4 separate regions of the Mus musculus genome follow, and all the other regions are linked to region 3. A link is a contact called in public Micro-C, capture Hi-C and promoter capture Hi-C data. All regions are on one chromosome and are shown on one strand. Each heading gives the region's core, a stretch centred on a gene start, on an enhancer-like site or on the middle of the called end of the contact. The rest is flanking DNA. Distances are from core to core; before and after follow the strand shown. Region 1 holds the start of Rasd1 (RAS, dexamethasone-induced 1). Region 2 holds the start of Olfr222 (olfactory receptor 222). Region 3 holds the start of Pld6 (phospholipase D family, member 6). Region 4 overlaps Gm33998 (a long non-coding RNA gene).

The links. Promoter capture Hi-C pulls out the DNA fragments that hold promoters and counts their contacts. A called contact is a pair of places that touch in the nucleus more often than the background predicts. Capture Hi-C pulls out chosen DNA fragments and counts their contacts.
Region 1: a contact with region 3 is called in a Micro-C map of embryonic stem cells, with 1.8 times the contacts expected there. The contact joins the promoter of Rasd1 here to the promoter of Pld6 in region 3. A contact is called at or near these places in 1 of 484 Hi-C or Micro-C datasets (embryonic stem cells) and 1 of 9 other capture datasets (pancreatic islet).
Region 2: a capture Hi-C map of embryonic stem cells shows a contact between it and region 3, with 2.6 times the contacts expected there. The contact joins the promoter of Olfr222 here to the promoter of Pld6 in region 3. A contact is called at or near these places in 15 of 39 promoter capture datasets (the C10 cell line, the HPC-7 cell line, cranial neural crest and 10 more), 1 of 484 Hi-C or Micro-C datasets (bone marrow-derived macrophages) and 2 of 9 other capture datasets (adipose tissue and embryonic stem cells).
Region 4: a promoter capture Hi-C map of trophoblast stem cells shows a contact between it and region 3, with 3 times the contacts expected there. The contact joins the enhancer-like site here to the promoter of Pld6 in region 3. A contact is called at or near these places in 22 of 39 promoter capture datasets (the 3T3-L1 cell line, 3T3-L1-derived adipocytes, the C10 cell line and 14 more), 5 of 15 datasets of contacts at CTCF or cohesin (the NIH/3T3 cell line, embryonic stem cells, hippocampal excitatory neurons and 2 more), 48 of 484 Hi-C or Micro-C datasets (the AtT-20 cell line, B cells, the Ba/F3 cell line and 29 more), 12 of 115 datasets of contacts at active chromatin or transcription factors (cardiomyocytes, embryonic basal ganglia, embryonic stem cells and 6 more) and 5 of 9 other capture datasets (adipose tissue, embryonic stem cells, embryonic trunk and 2 more).

The regions. Positions count from the first base shown.
Region 1 is chr11:59,963,399-59,966,499 of GRCm38.p6, forward strand. It overlaps Rasd1 (RAS, dexamethasone-induced 1), which reads right to left and starts at 1,546. Exons shown (of 2, transcript NM_009026.5): 1 at 1,122-1,546; 2 at 1-968. The coding sequence starts at 1,407. The coding sequence ends at 412.
Region 2 is chr11:59,570,106-59,573,083 of GRCm38.p6, forward strand. It overlaps Olfr222 (olfactory receptor 222), which reads right to left and starts at 1,633. Exons shown (of 1, transcript NM_001011789.1): 1 at 677-1,633. The coding sequence starts at 1,633. The coding sequence ends at 677.
Region 3 is chr11:59,786,131-59,789,189 of GRCm38.p6, forward strand. Pld6 (phospholipase D family, member 6) reads right to left here and starts at 1,527. Exons shown (of 2, transcript NM_001290283.1): 1 at 1,088-1,527. The coding sequence starts at 1,505.
Region 4 is chr11:59,635,325-59,638,485 of GRCm38.p6, forward strand. Gm33998 (a long non-coding RNA gene) reads right to left here. Exons shown (of 3, transcript XR_388694.3): 3 at 1-1,690. Among named protein-coding and RNA genes, the nearest start is that of Gm33998, 6.5 kb to the right of the region's middle. Within about 2 kb of position 1,862, at least 115 of the 459 cell types and tissues checked have an H3K27ac peak or open chromatin away from gene starts, as enhancers often do. A contact at or near this core is called in 3T3-L1-derived adipocytes, B cells, the C2C12 cell line and 15 more, where this site is marked.

The DNA.
Region 1 (3,101 bases), core at 296-2,795, 180 kb after region 3:
CAGTTTGCTGAGGACAGAGGTGGCTGACAGCGGCCATGGCAACACCAATCACAGACAAGATAATGCCCTATTATTAGTCCTGCCCTGAAGCGAGCAGGACAGTTACTTTAAGTCTCACAGGCTGATGAACTTCACACGCTTTTTCTCAAACCTCTTGAGAAAAATGCCAAGCGCCCCTCTGCTGGGTCCTGGCATCCCAGAATCGGAGGTGACAGCTCCTGTCTTAGCTAGTTCTCTTTCCTTTCACAGCAGGTGACTGTCCCTTACTGGCTTGGTCTCCCCGGGCTGGGTCTCAGGGAGGGAAGGAGAAGGCCAATTGGCGCTCCTGTGGCACGGACCGCTAGTCCAGGAATCCGATTTGACTTTTGAACAAAAAAGGTCCTCAGGTTGTGTGGCTGACCCTGGGGGCTCCTAACTGATGACACAGCGCTCCTTGTCCTTAGCCTGGCTGCCGACACTGGTTTTTTCACGAATGTACATGAGGTCGCTGTGCACGCTGGGTCTGCGAGCAAAGGGCGCCAAGATGCCAAAGGCATCGCCGTGGTCGCCCCCGCCTCCGCTGCCCGCACGCAGAAGCTTCTTGTTCCTCAGAGCCTTCTTGTGCAGTACGTCGCAGTACTGCACAGATACCTTGCGGTGCAAGTCGGGGCTCATCTCGCTAGGCAGCTTGGCCATGGCAAAGAGCGCACGGAACATCTGGTCCAAGCTGCTGTTCTTCTTGGCTGAGATCTCGAAGTAGGCACAACGCTGAGGGTCGTCACCCACCAGCTGCTCAATCTCCCGCTGCTCTACTTCCCGGTAGAAGTCCCGGTCCCCTTTGTTACCGCAAATGACCAGCGGCACGTCCACATTCTCTTTGGTTTTGTTCTTGAGACAGGACTTGGTGTCTAGGATCTGCTGTTTGAGCCTTTGCACCTCTTCGAATGAGTCGCGGTTGTCTAAGCTGAACACCAGAATGAAAACGTCTCCTATAAGGGAACGAGTGGGAAAGGTGAGGACAGCTGCCAGGCACAGAGCTGCAGACACCCCAGGTGAAGGGGCAAGCCCCAAGCACAACACACCAGCCCCATCCACTCCCCTCAAGACTCCGGTCCCCCTATCCCCGTCGACTCCCCACTCACCTGTGAGGATAGAGAGGCGCCGCATGGCGGGAAACGGATGATTGCCGGATGTGTCCAGTATGTCCAACTGGTAGACTTCGCCGCGGATCGAGTAAAACTTTCGGTGGAAGTCCTCGATGGTAGGGGTGTAAGCATCCTCGAAACGGCCCGTGAGGAAGCGCGACACAATGGCCGTCTTGCCCACTTTGGATGAGCCGAGGATGACCATCCTGTAGCAGTTCTTGGCCGGGATACTCAGTTCAGAGTCGCTTGGGCACATCTTCTTGATCATCGCGGCCAGTTTCATTGGGTAGAGGGGCCCCAGGGGCGGATGCGTGGCCGAGAGAAGGTAGAGAGAGGGCTGCAGAGAACTCCGGAGTGACGGAAGAGCTTGGCTTCGGGACTGCGCGAGCTGGTCTGGGCTCTTGGGTACAGACAGCAGGCTCAGGCTTTCCGCGCCCCACACCGCCCTTATATTCAGTTGGCCGAAGCCCGGCCAGGCACCTCCCAGCTAAGGTGCGTCACGTCCCGCCCCCGGACGCGCCCAGCTCCTCCTAGACGCAGCGACCTCCGCCTTGGAGCCTGAGGCTCCTCTTCAGACCTACGTGCGCTGAAAGGAAAACTAAATCCAAACTACGGCCAGTGGGATCCGGCGCTTCCCACTTTTGGCCGCAGAGGTCCTGGCTGTGCCTTTGATTCACTTACCTCTGGGATCTCCATTCTCTTAACACTAGTGCACAGACACCCACTTTTCTTGGGCCTTAGTTTCCCCAAAAAATATTATCTGATGATAGCAACAGATTTGCTGGACATTTGCCCCAGGGCCAACCCCTTAGGTCCCCGGACTCTTGGTGCTCTCCTGGGCTTAGTGTCCGGTGTTTGTGGGTTTTCTATGTTATCGTCCGCGCTTTGCGCTTCAGCCACCAGAGGGAAGCAGGGAGCCCCACGGACCCGCTGGGATGCCTAAGGTTGTGGCCACTCTGGAGAGGGGCAGGAGGCTGGCTGGGGACCCTGACGGGGAGCGCTGTCATGGACTTCCTGTGCTCTACTTTCCCAACTAGAGAGAATCTGATCGATGGGGACCTCAGTAGAGGAGAGTCTGTACCTGACTTCATACTTCGAGACAAGCCCCTTTAAAAAAAAAAAATCAAAACAGGCCAGAGTACCTACAGCCTCCTATGGCTTTCGGGACTTTCCCCTCTCGTGGGCCAATTCATCGTCATTTTGCACTGAGGTGGCTGACTGGGGCCGATGATCTCAGAGGAGGCCTGGAAGCACAACCTTCACTGTAGTTCAGTTTCCCTTTCTGAAAGATGACACTGGTTCCTTGATTGTAAAGATTAAGTACAAACACGTTCCGAGACCAGGGCCTGGTCAGAACAATAAAAGTATAGTATCAGGGAGGCTGCCTAGGGGAGGAAGCCGGTGGCAGGTTGATCAGTAACCAGGACTGAGTGATGCTTGAGGAGAAACGGGACGCGTCTGCTGCTTGTAACTGACGACACAGGTGAGCTGTGTTTATTCTGCTCTGACCTCGTCTTATTTAGGAGAGGCCCAGAGACCGAGTGGCTGACAAATGCCCCTTGCCCATCCAGGCAGTCTTGGTGTCCCACAGGCAGGGCTAAAGTCATTCCCACCCATCCAGATGCTTGCACTATGATCCAGGATTTCAACAGAAACCCAGTCTCTAGATCAGCAGTGGGCATCCTGCCTGGAGCCCATGCAACGTAGGTGTATTGATTTGGTGGTCCCTGTGCTAAATGATAATGCTCTCCCTGGAGACAGAGAAGCAACACTCTGCATTTAACAGATGGGGGAACTGAAGCACAGGGAAGCACGCTGCTGGCCACCTGGCTCCCAGTCTTCCCTTCCTCCCCTCTGCCTGTGCCCCCACAACAGAGCCCACTACACAGGCTGCTGCGGTTGTCTGGCCCGTTTCAATCTAGCAGGATATCCATATTCACTCCCCTTCCTCCCAGGCTGCTTCTACATCCATATCAA
Region 2 (2,978 bases), core at 383-2,882, 220 kb before region 3:
TTCTAGCAGAAAGTTCCCACTCAACGGTGGGAAAACTTTCTGTAAGGACAGTTTAAACCAGAGGGAAAAGAAAATTGTTTATGGTTATGAATAGAAGGATGCAGTCATGTCATTCTTATGACATTTTGGAAAATAAATACAAAATGTATTGATTTTGATCCACGAAGAACAGACGTTTATTATAAACGAGGTAAGACTCTGTGTCAAGTTCATTTTGTACACATCTGGAGTGACTGTAATGGAAGAAAGGGGTTTAAAAAGATACATGGGAAACGAGAGAGGAAATACAGGAAGAGGAAGAAAACAGGAAGAGCCAGGGAATTAGAAGTTAAACAGCGTAACGAGTACTTGTGAGCATCAAGTCATTTAAGCGCTTCTTGAAGATATATGGCTTCTTAGAACTGTGCTCTGAGAATGGAACTTAACGCTCAGATGCGGGACTTTGAGCCTCATCACCACACGGAAGGTGAAATGCTTTTGGATGTTTTTTGTTTTCTTTCAAATCTCTCAAAGAACCTACTGTTCCAAGAATTTCCTACAGCCCTAGGGGTTGAACTCAGTCCTTCCCACATGCCAAGGAAGTGCTGTACCACCCCTGAGCTACAACCCTACCCACCCCCCAGAGTCCTTGCTGCGGAGTTCTGCCAGAGGTGTAGGTCTTCCGGGATTACATTTTTCACCTTCCACACAGCCTTCCGGTCCTTGCCAGGAGTCTTCGGAGAGCTCCCTTCACGTCCTTATTCCTCAAGGTGTAGATGAAAGGGTTAAGGGTGGGGGTGATTATAGAATAGAAGAGGGAGATGAACTTGCCCTGCTCCTGTGAGTAACTGGATGGCGGCTGCAGGTACATGTAAATGGCGGGCAGGTAGAAGAGGGAGACCACCAACAGGTGGGAAGAGCAAGTCCCGAAGGCCTTGTGCCGTCCCCTGGAGGACTGGATCCTCATCACTGCCCGAGCAATGAAGCCGTAGGAGAGGAGGATGAGGGCCAGAGGGACCAGCACAAAGAAGGCCACCAGCACAGCCAGGGTGGCATCATTCGCCGTAGTATCAGCACAGGACAGCTTGATCATGGCTGGCACCTCGCAGAAGAAGTTGTTCAGCACCTGCCGGCCACAGAAAGGCAATTGCACTGTCAGGATGACCTGAACAAGGGAGTTGCCGAAGCCGCTGAGCCAGGCCATAGCCACGAGCTGCTGGCAGAGTGGGCGGTGCATGATGATAGCATAGCGGAGTGGCTCACAGATGGCCACGTAGCGGTCCAGAGCCATGGCCGCCAAGACAACGCACTCGGTGCAGCCCAGCCAGTGGAAAATGGCGTATTGCACCGTGCAGCCACCGTAACTGATGGTCTTCTGGGAGCTCCCCATGTTGAACAGCATCTGAGGGACAGTGGTGGTGGTGTAGCAGAGATCCAGGAAGGACAAGTGGCTGAGGAATATGTACATGGGGCTGTGGAGCTGAGGATCCAGCTGGGATACCAGGATGATAGAGATGTTCCCCAGCATAGCCAGAATGTAGAACACCAGGAGGACTGCAAAGACTGGGAGCTCCAGCCATGGCCTGTCGGAAATGCCCAGGAGGATAAAGTCCTTTGGGGTGTCCCAGAAGCAGCTGTGGTTGTCACCTCTCATGCTAAGGCATCTTCTGGGAGCTGCGATGATGAGTGAAGAGAGTTTGGGTGAGTGACTGGCACGGGATGAAATGAGTCATTTTCTCACGGTGTCTGCTTTCTCTCAGGCTTCCTCCTGCCTGACCCTCTTTAGCCCCCTGGATGGGGCGTCAAGACAGCAGTATGCGCATCTCACACCCCCTCCTACTCTGACCTTCACCAAGCCAGTCTTGCTAAACTTCAATTCCTGCATCTGTTACAGTGGGAGTGGGGATGAGGCTTGCCTCGGCTGCAGATCCTGGAGAAGATAGAGAGACTTCGGTGCCAGAGTTCCACACAGCCTCAGGCGTCATTCACGTTCAGTCATGACTCCCATGATTCCCACTGCCCCTGGAGTGTTTGACTTCTCCACAAACACGTTGATGGGAAAGTGTCCACTTTCTGAGGCTTTTTTATTTTGTCTTCTGGAGACAGAGACAGGATAGAGGAAAGAGGTAAAATAAAGCAGGAAGACGCGCTTTGCGAGCAGGGAGGGACTCTCTCGATAAGCTCACAGTCATGCAGCCTTCTCACCTCTGATGACGACACCTGGCCTGTCACTGTGAGGATGTCACTGTGACAATGTCACTGTGAGGATGTGCTCTGGCTCACAGGACTACAGAAGCTCTGGCCCTAGACTACTCACCATGGCTTCTCTGTCCCTCACTCAGACTGTAAAACAGCAGGGTTCCAGGCTCTCTGAATACCTGGAGTGGGGGGGGGGGGGGAATGGAAAACTTTACCTTCTGATTTGTTACTGATTCCCAGTGAGACCTGAGTGCAACAATGGTGAGCTTGGGAGAAAGTCCTTAGAATTGTTTGACAAAAGATCAGTTGGCTCTGGGATGCTATTTGTTTCATACTTAGAGTGACATTTAAATCTTTGCCAAGGAGATATTATCAGAGAGAGACAGAGAGAGAGAGAGAGAGAGAGAGAGAGAGAGAGAGAGAGACAGTGAGATAGAGAGACAGAGAGACAGAGACAAAGAGCACAGCCAGTTTGATTTCTGGGTGCCGCTGCTCTCAGGGAACCAATGAGCTGCCTGCCATCAGTGATTCATGGGATTGAGGTAGGAGACAAAATGAAATTAGGTCATTAGGAGTTGGCCCCAGTAAGCCTTTGACAGCCTGGAGACCTCAACCATTTGGAAAAGTTCCCCTCACGACTATCAAAGCTGCTCTGTGGATCAAAGCCCCTCTGTGTGCAGAGTCAAGGCTCTCTCTCTCTCTGGTGGCCTCTGATAACTATACTAGTCCATGATGGAGCTCCAGGGCTAAGGAGAAACTTGTCATTTATGCAGCAGAGGATGTCACCTTTTTACATGTTT
Region 3 (3,059 bases), core at 277-2,776:
TAAAGGCATGCGCTACCACGCCCGGCAGTGCCACCACGCTGAATCTGAGATTTTATGACTCTCCAAACTCTAAATACAGTGACATCAACCATGTCTGATACCTACTGTCCACCACCCAAAATGATGACCTGGCTGAAGGTCACTTTGTGACTGCCAGCAAGGGGACAGGGGCAGCTATCAGACTGACAGAGTGCTTCTGTGCTGCCCACGTGAGTGATACACAACAGGTCAGTGCTGCGGTGTTCTTCCTTCCCTATGAGGGATCTGGAAGCAGACCTGGTTTCCAAGGCTACACCATCCCCAGGATGTGGGAAGACAGGCCGTGTGGAGGAAATAAAAAGCCTCGAGAGCCCTACAAAGCCTGGACATCTCCCAAGGGCTCCCCTAGCCTGTCAGCCACTGTGGGCACAACGATTAGGCTAGGCAGGTGTGTGGGAGGGACATGGGGGCACTGACTCCTGCGTAATGAAGGGATCTAGCAGTCAAAGTTTGTGTTCCTCCAGTGCCAACCACTTGAAGGAAAACAAACAAGGGCCACAGGCCTAAGGGAGGATATTGTCACACCTGCTGCTGAGCTGTAGGCGGGCCAGACATACCTATGGGCCCAGAGGTGATCGCTGAGAAGCAAGTATTCGCCACACTGTAGGGTCCACTTTCCAATGATCACAGAGTCTAGTGGGAAACTCACTAATCAACACTGTCACTCCTACTCCCGCTGTGGTCACACAGCCGCTAAGGGTTTCTCAGTGTTGGCTGAGTTTAAACTGACTTAAGTTTTATCCTCCATGCCTTCACTTATGTCAGCCATCTCAGCCTAGAACAATCACAGAAATTAAGTCTAAACACACACGCCTCTAAGGTCAAGGTCAGAGCGTGGAAACTGGTGGGAATTGCCACATACCTTACTCATGGGGAGCCCAGACACGGAATATAACAGACTATGAACCTTGGCTCCTTGGCCCGCTCATCTCTGCCTGCCTGCCTCCACCTTTCTCCCTGAAATGCTACCTGCTCTGGACAAAGTCGGTAGGGGCATCAAGTAAGTCCTCTACCCCTCTGCCGGTGTGCACCCTCGGCGGCGGTTTACCTGCCTTGCGCAGCAGGCCGATCTGAGAGCCGTTGAGGGCCATGTAGTCGCAGTCAGTGATGACCCGCACGCGCACCCCACGCTGATGCAGCAGCTGCACTGCACGCCCCAGCTGCGGGCTGGAGAAGGCGAAGAGGCAGAGCTCCAAGCTGGAGCGGGCGGCCAACAGCGCGCGCAGCAGGCGGCTCAGTGAACTCTCGCTGTGGGGGAGGCTACACGGGCAGCCCGAGGGCCCGGGAGGCAACCCTGGGGCCTGCAGTAAAGCCTCGGTGCAGGTCACCTGTGAGGGGAAGAAGAGCACCTCGCGCCTTGGCCGCCGCCCAGCCAGCAGCCAACGCATCAGCCACGGCAGTGCCTCTAGGGCCAGCGCGAGACCCGCACCAGCCGCGAACACCAACCGCCAACTCGAGCGCCCCATGGCCGCCACCTCTAAGGTCAGCCGTAGCACCAAGCGCTTGCGCGCCCAACACGTGCCAGCCCGCCCCCAACTCCGGGTGTGCCACGCCCCCTTGCGGGGCCCGCCCCCAGCCAGGAGCTAAACTAGCGGTTGCACAGCTTTCCCAAGCTAGCAAAGAGCCCTTGGGGAAGCGCGCTCATTGGTGGACCAGGCTGGCCTTGAACTCAGAGATCTGCCTGCTTCTGCAGAGTGCTGGGATTGAAGGCGAGTACCTTCATTTGACTTCTTTTCCTATGTGTTTCCCATGAATTTCCTTCCCTTACCTGACTGCTCTAGAGTTTCTGCATCGCATTGAAAAGAAATGGGGATAGTGGGATGCCGTCTCCTGATTTTAATGGGATTTGCTTTGGGATTTTCTTCAATTACCATGTTGTTTGTGGATTTGTACGGTCTACAGGAAGGAGTTATGAACGGTACTATAAATATAGCCAATGGATAGGCCAGAGGCCTGCGGGAGAAGAACTTATTTGCTGCCAGTTTCCTAGGCCAAAATCATTTCTGTTTTCTAAAAACTTATATCCACAGATAAGTGCAGCTCTCACCCCTCATCAAAGAACTTCCTTTTCAACAGATGAAGACAATCAGAGTTCCACAACTGATCAGAATGCTGAGAATTCGCAACTGTGGGGATAGATTCCCCGCTTACGAGGTTTGGCAGCAGGTACTTTTGCTCATCCCCAACTGATACACCTGCATTGTAACCCAGACACCTAAGGCTAAGTATAATGGAAGAAGTGATGGAAAGACTATATGAACCAGAGGCTCAGGACACCCAGTGTTAGATAGTGTGCCCTAGACAGGGGAAACACACTCATGAACTTAGGTCCACAGTGGTCCACACTCAGCACCATGTCTTTTGTCCCTAATGATGCAGCAAGTTTTGCTCACTGTGAGATGAATTCAGAGCTGCCTCGGGTTGCGTTCCTACAGCTGAAACAGCAGACAATCAGAAGCTTTGACTGAACATAGGACAGTGACTGAACATAGGAGAATGTCACATGCTGGAAGACAGGAAGACCTCTGACCCAAAACTTAGAAGATACAGACAGACATCACTTTCTTCATCCCTCCAGGACCACCCAGGCCAGCATGGCTTCCTATGCTGAGCTCGATGGGGCACACACACACACCCCTTCCTGTTTTAAGGAGACCCTCTCATACCCATGCTCCCGATACTTTCCTCATCTGCAGAGACTGACCTATTTCCTGACGTTGGGCACCATTAGACAAACCGGTCTTATTCTGTAGCATAGCCTGGTTTAGATGGTCTCAGACTTACAGCAATCTTCTAGCCTTAGCCCTCAAGAACTGGCATTATAAGACTAAGCTGAGTCATCGTGCTCAGCCCTGTTAACAGTGAAGCACATACATAATGCAAGCCATGCTAGATTCTATTGTCCAGTGTCTGAATCCATCTGAGCCTGCAGGTGCACCCTATGATGCCTCCCTCAGCCCCACTGGTACACACGACACACAGTACACACAGTTGCATCTCCTCGATGGAACCGGATTGAT
Region 4 (3,161 bases), core at 612-3,111, 150 kb before region 3:
ACTGTCCATCTATCTCTGCGTGTACCCTGCTCCCAGGCTGTTTGGCATGACTTGGGGCGGACTCCTTGCTCTGATCTCAGCTCCTTCCTCCTGCTCCCCGGCTGGCTTGTTTAACCACTGTGGGTGTTCCTACACTGAAACTAGACAGTCCTTGGAGTTCTCACTAACAAGTCTGGGCAAGTGGAGGCCAAAGCCTGACCTCAACTGCTTACCCATGTTCTGTCACCTCCAGCCCGAGGCTGCACCACCACTAGATGAGGGGCTGTGGTTCCTAGGTTCAGATGTGGGCTGGCTGTACCCTTTTGTAGAGTCAGGCTGAGAGCCAGGGCCATAACGTAGTGATCCCCAGCCTGCATCTGGTCAGCACATGTGCTGAATCTGGCAGACAATTTCAATTTTTTTAAAAATTGAATTCATCGCCAACATTTGAATATCACTAGTTTCCTTGTAGAAATACATTTAAAAATTTTTTAAATTTATTGATTAATTGATTGAATCTTTGTAAAAACAGGTCTGCTTTCCAACAAGGTACCTTTGTCAGAAAGGGTTGAGGCTTGAAGGACACAGTCCTCTTACCAAGCCGCTCTATCTCTTGATGCTGTATACCCAGCTCTTAGGCGTCTGAGTAGTAATCTAGAACTTTCTTCTCATTGCATGACTCAGAAATGGTAAGAAGACTCTAAGTAAGTCTAACAAAACACTTAGGAACTGAACTGTATCCTGCCCCCACTACAGGTCTCAAATCTCTTCAGCAAGATGGATGAGAATTCCATACAGCTAGGACAGCTGGAATTTTGGGGAGGCAAAGATACATTCCCAGAATCCCCCAGAGTCCTGAGGACACCCACACCCTTTGTCCCAGCCACCGTAAGAAAGGCTACACTGATAAAGGCCCTGGGCAACCGGATGACAACATTCTTGGACTCAGATTGAGTGGGAAGGGCCACCTGCTCAGCACATAGCTCAGGGCTGCCAAGAGGGCAGTGGCTGTTGGGCTACTGGAAGCAGGGGTGCCAGCCCTGCTTGGCATTTCAACAATGCCACAAGTACCCAAGCCATAGTAGGGAAGCCACATAGACTCATTCTGCAAGGACTTAAGGGGAAAATGCCACTCTTGTAGGCGGGGATTCTGGGTCTGCCCACCCGCCCCGACTTAGCTCCTTCTGAACATTGTTATCGAGGAGGGAATACCTCCTCATAAACCCGAGGCACAGACAGGACTGGCTGACACGGTGCCAGGCAGGGCCTTTGGGAGCATGGTCAAGGGCTGGCATGACCCAGTTAGTAAATGATGTGAGCCAGCCGTTCTCCTCATCTGCAGCCCACAAAGGAGTCTGAAATGGCTTCTTCTCTAGGCCAACGTTGTATTATAGTTGCAGTGCTCCAAATGCTGTCAGCGTGGCATAACGAAGGCTTTGTCACAGGTAACAGCAGGGGAAAGTCCACAGGGGATAGGAGAAACAATAGGTCCCTTCCAGATAGCCTCACAGGTCAGGGAAATGTGGTGGCTCTGGGTCACAGAAAGCTTCACAGTCCAAGATTATTTTGTCAGGTTTACCAGGAGGGTGTAGCAGCAGTTGTAGAACATGTTCAAGTTCAGGTCTTGGGACCTTTGGTCAGTGTTTTGCGTCTCTGAGCTCCACCTTAGGTAGGTATGACTCTCAGTCCCCTTTTGAATCTGTTTGGAAGACTGAACAGAATACTGAATGTAAATCACTGGCCATCAGTGGCTAAACGGAGGTGACAAGCTAGCCCACACCATAGCTCCCAAACATGTTTAATCTCTGAGCTTTGGGGTATGCACCACGCTATCTATCTTTCAAGCAGGAAGTGACTCAGGCACCCATCCCAGTGGTTAGCATGGGAGGGAGGAAGTTCCTCTTTAGTGTTTGCGGCAGGTCATCTGTGGTTGGCTACAGTGGCTGGGGATACAGGTTAGGCTAAGTGGGGTGTGGCCAGACCCTTTTGCTCTCAGGAAACATCTCGTACTTTTGCTGAGCATTGGCCTTCTGGGAATATAGACAAGAAGGCATCACACAGAATGTAGCCTTGTAGACCAAGGCTTGGGAAATGTTTCTGTTTATATGGAACAGGAAGTTGGGAAAAAATACTATGGACTCTTTTTTTTTTTCTTTAATACTAGGGCCATCTCTCCCTTTTGTGGGACAGCAACTCATTATCTCCCTTTAATGTCTTGCTATGCACTGTCTCTTTCGATGTTTATTTCCACTTTTTATTAATTTTTATTTTTTTTTTTCAGACAAGATCTCATCTTCCTACCCAGGCTGATTTTACCCCGTGCATCTCTCCAACATCAGCATCCCGAGTGCTCAGTTACAGGGATAAGCCACATGCCTGGCTTCTTTCAACATGTATTTTAAAATGTATTTGCTAACATTAAAATATGAAATCTGGTCGGGTGGTGGTGGTGCATGCCTTTAATCCCAGCACTCAGGAGGAAACAGAGACAGGCAGATCTCTGAGTTGGAGGCCAGTCTGGTCCACATGATAAATTCCAAAGTAGCCAGAGCTACAGAGTAAAACCTTATCTTCTCAACAATGTGTATGTGTGTGTGTGTGTGTGTGTGTGTGTGTGTGTGTGTGAATGTGCGTGCTGTACCCATGTAACAGCCTATAAGTTGGCCACAGAAGAATGGTAAAATGGTATGTCCACAGGTACCAGGAGGGTGAGTCTTGAAACCACGAGGCTGGGTGAAGGCTGCAGACCACAGATCATATGCCATATGACTTTATGATGTGAAAATGTCCAAACAGGCAAGCCAAAGAGTCAGAGGCCAGATGAGCGTGGGGAGCAGAGAAAGGTCTGAGTGAATGTGTGTTGCTGAACACAGCCATGTCAAGGACCCCAGTGCCTCAGACCCATGGGAACTGGCAAAGCCTTCATCTGATCCGAGTGTGAATATAGACAGTGTATTCAGAAACGATCAACCAACTTCCTCCTCTGGGATGACTGCAGCCCAAGACTGATCCCCTACAAAGACTTCTCAGAAAGATTAACTAAACATGTCTCCTGTTTATGTGTATACTGTGAGCCTGCTTCCTTATCCAGCTGTATATGATAAACCCTCTACCTTGGCTCAGAGTATAAATAAAGGTGCTGGGATTCCCCACTGTTGGTGGCACCGCTGGTGCCCTCCACT